Linked DNA regions of Mus musculus: region 2 is linked to region 1. Evidence: chromatin contacts called from public HiChIP or PLAC-seq data. All regions are on one chromosome and are shown on one strand. Each heading gives the region's core, a stretch centred on a gene start, on an enhancer-like site or on the middle of the called end of the contact. The rest is flanking DNA. Distances are from core to core; before and after follow the strand shown. Region 1 holds the start of Nif3l1 (Ngg1 interacting factor 3-like 1 (S. pombe)). Region 2 overlaps Nop58 (NOP58 ribonucleoprotein).

Evidence for each region. HiChIP or PLAC-seq counts read pairs in DNA pulled down with a chosen protein or histone mark.
Region 2: an H3K27ac HiChIP or PLAC-seq map of embryonic stem cells shows a contact between it and region 1, with 6 times the contacts expected there. The contact joins the enhancer-like site here to the promoter of Nif3l1 in region 1. A contact is called at or near these places in 3 of 39 promoter capture datasets (cranial neural crest, liver and maxillary cranial neural crest), 1 of 484 Hi-C or Micro-C datasets (cortical neurons), 5 of 115 datasets of contacts at active chromatin or transcription factors (astrocytes, bone marrow-derived macrophages, effector CD8 T cells and 2 more) and 1 of 9 other capture datasets (pancreatic islet).

The regions. Positions count from the first base shown.
Region 1 is chr1:58,443,899-58,446,599 of GRCm38.p6, forward strand. It overlaps Nif3l1 (Ngg1 interacting factor 3-like 1 (S. pombe)), which reads left to right and starts at 1,253. Exons shown (of 7, transcript NM_022988.3): 1 at 1,253-1,736. It overlaps Ppil3 (peptidylprolyl isomerase (cyclophilin)-like 3), which reads right to left and starts at 1,588. Exons shown (of 7, transcript NM_001285827.1): 1 at 1,248-1,588; 2 at 691-741. The coding sequence starts at 693.
Region 2 is chr1:59,696,614-59,699,313 of GRCm38.p6, forward strand. It overlaps Nop58 (NOP58 ribonucleoprotein), which reads left to right. Exons shown (of 15, transcript NM_018868.2): 5 at 1,710-1,846. Among named protein-coding and RNA genes, the nearest start is that of Snord70, 6.0 kb to the left of the region's middle. Within about 2 kb of position 1,353, at least 19 of the 459 cell types and tissues checked have an H3K27ac peak or open chromatin away from gene starts, as enhancers often do. A contact at or near this core is called in embryonic stem cells, where this site is marked.

The DNA of each region.
Region 1 (2,701 bases), core at 3-2,502:
AGGGCACACTGTTTGCTCGTTTATTTCCTTTTGTGTCTTTTAATGAAAGGTCTGAGACTGCGACGGCCTATAGAGGCTGGGAGCAAGGTTACCTCCTGAGTGCTGGGACCACACCAGCAGGGTAACGTTGTAATGATCATGTCCACTTGTTTATTCTACTTTGTTCCCTCTATACTGGTACACACAGTCTCTCCCTCGCCACATCCCCTCCCTTCCCCTCTCCTTCCTTATCCTAGGAACGCACTCTGCCACTGAGCTACACACTCACTATCCTGTCTGACTTCCTCCAAAAAAATATTCATTAAAAATTAAAAAACAGCCAGTCGTGGAGGCACATGCCTTTAATCCTAGCACTTGGGAGGCAGAGACAGGCGGATTTCTGAGTTTGAGGCCAGCCTGGTCTACAGAGTGAGTTCCACGACAGCAAGGGCTACACAGAGAAACCCTGTCTCAAAAAACCAAAACACACACACACACACACACACACACACACACACACAAATTAAAAACCATGTAATGGGCGGCTGAGAGGGCAGGCTTGGCAGGTACCAGGACTTGTTGCTTTTGCAGCAGGGCCTGTTCAGTTCCCAGCACCCACATCTGCTTGTGTCTCCAGCTCCAGGGAACCCAAAGGGGTTAGAAACAAGCAACCAACCACCCAGTTAGAATAATTCTATGATACATACTCACCATTTTCCTTCTTGATGGTTCTAGGAAGCACTGTTTAATTTTTCAAATCTCCTACAAGAGAGAGGAATTAGTTCACTTTACCCTATCAAGTTCCCACCATACTTGTTCATCTTTATGGTAGATTTACAACGAAAAGCTTAGACTAGCATCCTCTAAATGAAAATCCTATCATAAAAGTGTTGATCCTACCCAATGCAACAAGCCACCCCAGTGCGCACTTACTTTACTCATTTTCTTCAAGGCTTTCTGCAAGGGAGGCATAGCCCCACCTCCAGGTCTAGTGCTCTAGATAGGCACTTGGAGCTCCCTTTACCCGGGACACCTACTTTACTTAAGACGTCTGTACAATACATTTCTATACTTCACACTTTTGTTTTGTTTTTTCCCAAACGCCACATCTTGCTAACTTATCAATCGTATTTAAAAGTCCCAGGAATACCATCTCCAGCCCGAGAGTTCACCACGAGGATCCCAAGAAATAAATTTGCACCAACGTGGGGCGCAGCAGGCGTTTGAGTGCACGGAGAAAAGGATAAAAGCCTTTCCCCCACACTCACCCACTGCGCTCAGCACCACTGCTGCGGGAACGGAAAAGCCTCAACTACAAGGGCCGGCATGCCTGCGGGTTCCAAAGGCGTGTCTGTGCGCCACAGAAGTGAAGCCCGGAGCCCTCCGCAGGGGACGCCCTACTCTCCCGTCAGTCTCTCCTCATCACACCGACTAGGACTCGGAGGACCACGCACCTCACCCCTCGGCCCCTGAGAGCTCTACCCACAACCTCACTAAGAAGCAGAACCCGCTGTCGCCCAGCAACTTCATACAGCGGCCTGGAGTGGGAAGCAGAACGCACAGGACCAATTCCGCCCAACTTCACACAGCGGCCTGGAGTCGGAAGCAGAACGCACAGGACAACTTCCGCCCAACTTCACACAGCGGCCTGGAGTCGGAAGCAGAACGCACAGGACCACTTCTGCCCAACTCTTTCCACAAAGCCAGGAGCTTCAGAGCAGAGCGGAAGTGATACACTGAAAGAGCTTCTGCGACTGGTGAGTTGTGAACCACTGAAGGGCTCGCGGGGGCTGTCTGTTCTTCTCGCTGGAGGTGCACATCGGGCTGGCTGTGGTGACTGCAGAGGGCCGGGGGAACATGAATATAGAAGGAGAGGTTGCAGATGAAAACTGCCTTGCTGCAGGAGGGGTGAGGGTGCTGACTCCAGGAATAAAGGCTATGCCACGCGGCCCTTGATTATTCTGGAAAAGGTCTTGAGCCATGCGTAAATGAAAGAAAAACCACACGCAAGTGCAAAGAGAGCTCTCGTGTAATTGAAAAATAGCAAGTGGCTGTTCAGAGGGCTAAAGATCATGTAGATTGACAATGGATATTCCCATCTCTCCATTGTACGGCAGCTCCAGCCCATTCAAATAATGCTTTAAATGTGTCTGTACTGTGAGCACATTGTCCGAGAAAAACACCGGGACGTGGTCGTGTCATCTCACAATAGAAGTTTATTGTATAACAAGAAAGCCACAAGTTACATCAGTCTCGTTGGTAGCTTGTTACAGGATGTTTGGTCACACTGTGAACCCCCGAGATTGTGTTATTTACCGATGGTGGGTGGGAGGAACCTTTCTAGTTGTGGTGTGCCCTTAGCACACATCTTTAATCTCAAACAATGAAGGTAAAATTAGTTTGTAGAAGGAAGCATCCATGTTTGAAAGTGATGTCTAATTGAATGGCAGACAAAGTGAGGAATCAGAGAAAGATTTGACAGAATAGGATATGCCCAGCTCTCTCCAGAACAGGGAGAAAAGATGGGCTACTTAAGGGGTAGTGCAGAGAGAGACTGGGGGCAGTTTTTACTGGGACAGTTATATATAGAGAGGATGCAGATAGAGAAAACAAGCTATGCATAAGTGAAGACAGACTGAGCCAAAGAACAAGAAGCAGCCAGAAGATTAGAGAGGATTGTCAGGCTTAGTTTGAGGCCATGCAGAACCATTCAGTCAGAGGC
Region 2 (2,700 bases), core at 103-2,602, 1.3 Mb after region 1:
GTGCCACAAAATCCAGGGTCAAAAAGATACTTGTTATCTGTGTTTATACTATTCATTAATACTCTTTGGGAGGGTTATTTGAGGGATGCACTTATCCATAGGGAAAAGATAGAAACTTTTTGCTGTTACTTTTGGTTAAAATCCGGTGAGTATATGAGTACCTTGTAATTTTTTTTAAAGATTTACTTAATTATTTTTAAGATTTATTTATCTTATTTATAAATACACTGTGGCTGTCTTCAAACAGACCAGAACAGGGCATCGGATCCCATTACAGATGGTTGTGAGCCACTGTGTGGTTGCTGGGAATTGAACTCAGGACCTCTGGAATAGCAGTCAGCACTCTTAACTGAGCCATCTCTCCAGCCCAATACTTTGTAATTTTAAAGCTAAACAAATGGCTGGAGTGATGATGGGTGAGTGGTTAAAAGTGCTTAGTACACTTAATACACCGGGCTTCAGATCCCATTACCAGCATTACACAGGTCATTACTACCCATCACTCAGTTACAGGGGATTTGATACTGTCTGGCCTTTAAAGGCACCTGCACTTAACTAGTGCACAAAAACTCCCTTTGGCTGGGGCTAGAGAGATGGCTCAGTGGCTAAGCGCACTAAACTACATGGTAGCTCAACAACCATCTGTAATGCAATCTGATGCCCTCTTCTGGGGTGACTGAAGATAACGACAGTGTACTCATATATATAAAATAAATCTTTTCTTTAAAAAAAAATCACATAGGTACATGTGCAGATTTTAAAAGTCTGGAAATCAAATAAAATAGCAGTAGTCCACTTAGTCCAACAAGCAAGAAAAAAACTTCCTCAGATTTAATAATGCTTTGCATCTTGGGATGCAGCCTAGCCAAAAGGGTAATTGGAAGGTTTCTCTATTTAATTTCCATCAACTTCTTAACAAACATACTAGAAGCAAACACTATGTACAGTTGAGAAAAGTATATATATTATACCCGAGATCAATATTGTTTTAAAATACCAGATTCCAATGAGATAGATCATGCTTATCTGTTCTATCCCGGCCTGTGGCTTACAAGGACCAGGTACACCAGGGAGGCAAGCTGGGGCTGAAAGAGACTTAGACTGCGAGAGGTTAATGGAGCCGAGACATGTTTCAGTTCAAGGCCCTCCGTTTCCTAAGAGAGTGTGCTTATAAAAGGGGAAGGCCCATCCCCTCCAGTCCATTCTTGGTGTCTGGAGCCAGCCTATAGGTGATGCGCAGAATAGAATGTTCCTCTGGAATGTATCAGGTGCTTCTCAGCAGGTAGCAGTGTCTTGGAGAGAGCAGTGGCAGCTGGCAGAACAAAAGAAGCCATCTAGGTCGGAAGGCTCCACCTTAGGTAATTTCCTTCTCACTGGCAGCAAGGTCAAAGTCTGGAGCAGCCTGCTTCAGGGCTGAGGGAGGCTCCACTTATCATTTCCGGAGACTGAGGCAGATTGTTCCTGTGAGTTTAAGTTGAACCTGTGAATTCACATTAGTGAATTCTTTTTGGTTTTTCAAGACGGGGTTTGACCAGGCTGGACTCAAACTCAGAAATCCGCCTGCCTCTGCCTCCCAAGTGCTGGGATCAAAGGTGTGTGCCACCTCTGCCTGGCTACATTGGTGAATTCTTAAAAGACAATATCTGAAAACCCACAACGGTGAATTTTCAAGAAAACTTATTTTTCATTTAATGTGAATGTTTTTATAGGAAAAATTGAATCTCAGCTGTATCCATAGTCCTGTTGTTAATGAACTTATGAGAGGAATCCGATCACAAATGGATGGCTTGATTCCTGGGGTAGAACCACGTGAGATGGCAGCCATGTGTCTTGGATTGGCCCACAGGTAAGTACAGAAGTTAAATGTATGCTTACTCATATACATACACATATTTATATACATCTGTCCTAAAAGTGTGTAAGTATTAATGTCAGGGAGATGCTGCTGTTGCCCTCAAGAAAAAACTTGCTCAGCATCAATAAAGCTGATAAGTGGTAAAAATACAATTATTAGACCCAGTGTATTCTTTTTGGTTTTTCCAGGCAGGATTTGTCTGTATAGCTCTGGCTGTCCTGGAACTCGGTCTATAGACCAGGCTGGTCTTGAATTCAAAGATCCAACTGCCTCTGCTTCCGAGGTGCTGGGATTAAAAGAGTGTGCCACCCCAACCTGGCTATTGCCTATATTCTTTTAAAAATGAAAACTTATGGCAGGCTTTCTTTATATCTTCAGTGTTGGATCATTTCTTCCCATAGCTTTGCTTTGGTCTGAGAAAGAACTTTGCTGTGTACACGTGTTTCTGATTGGGCCAGAAAAGGCTGTCAGGTGTCCCTTCATTCTTCCTATTCCTTTGAGGCAGACTCTCCCCCTGGTTTCCGGGGCTAGGCCAGAAATCCTCAAACCTCATTGATCCTTCTGCCTCCCAGCTGAGGTTTGTTTAGGCACACATGGAATTGCTGACTTGTTATGTAGGTACAGGGATCAGACTTCCACAGCTCATGATTGTATAGCCAGTACACTTAACTGCTGAGCCATCTGTATTATTCAGCGAGCCATAACATGCTAGGATTGTTGAAAGTAGTATCCTAATAGGCCGCAGTGAAACATACCTTTAATCCCAGCACTCTGAGGTCCCAGATAGTCTGGTTTACAGATGAAGTTTCAGGACAGCCAGGTAACAAAGGGTTTTATGTATAGTG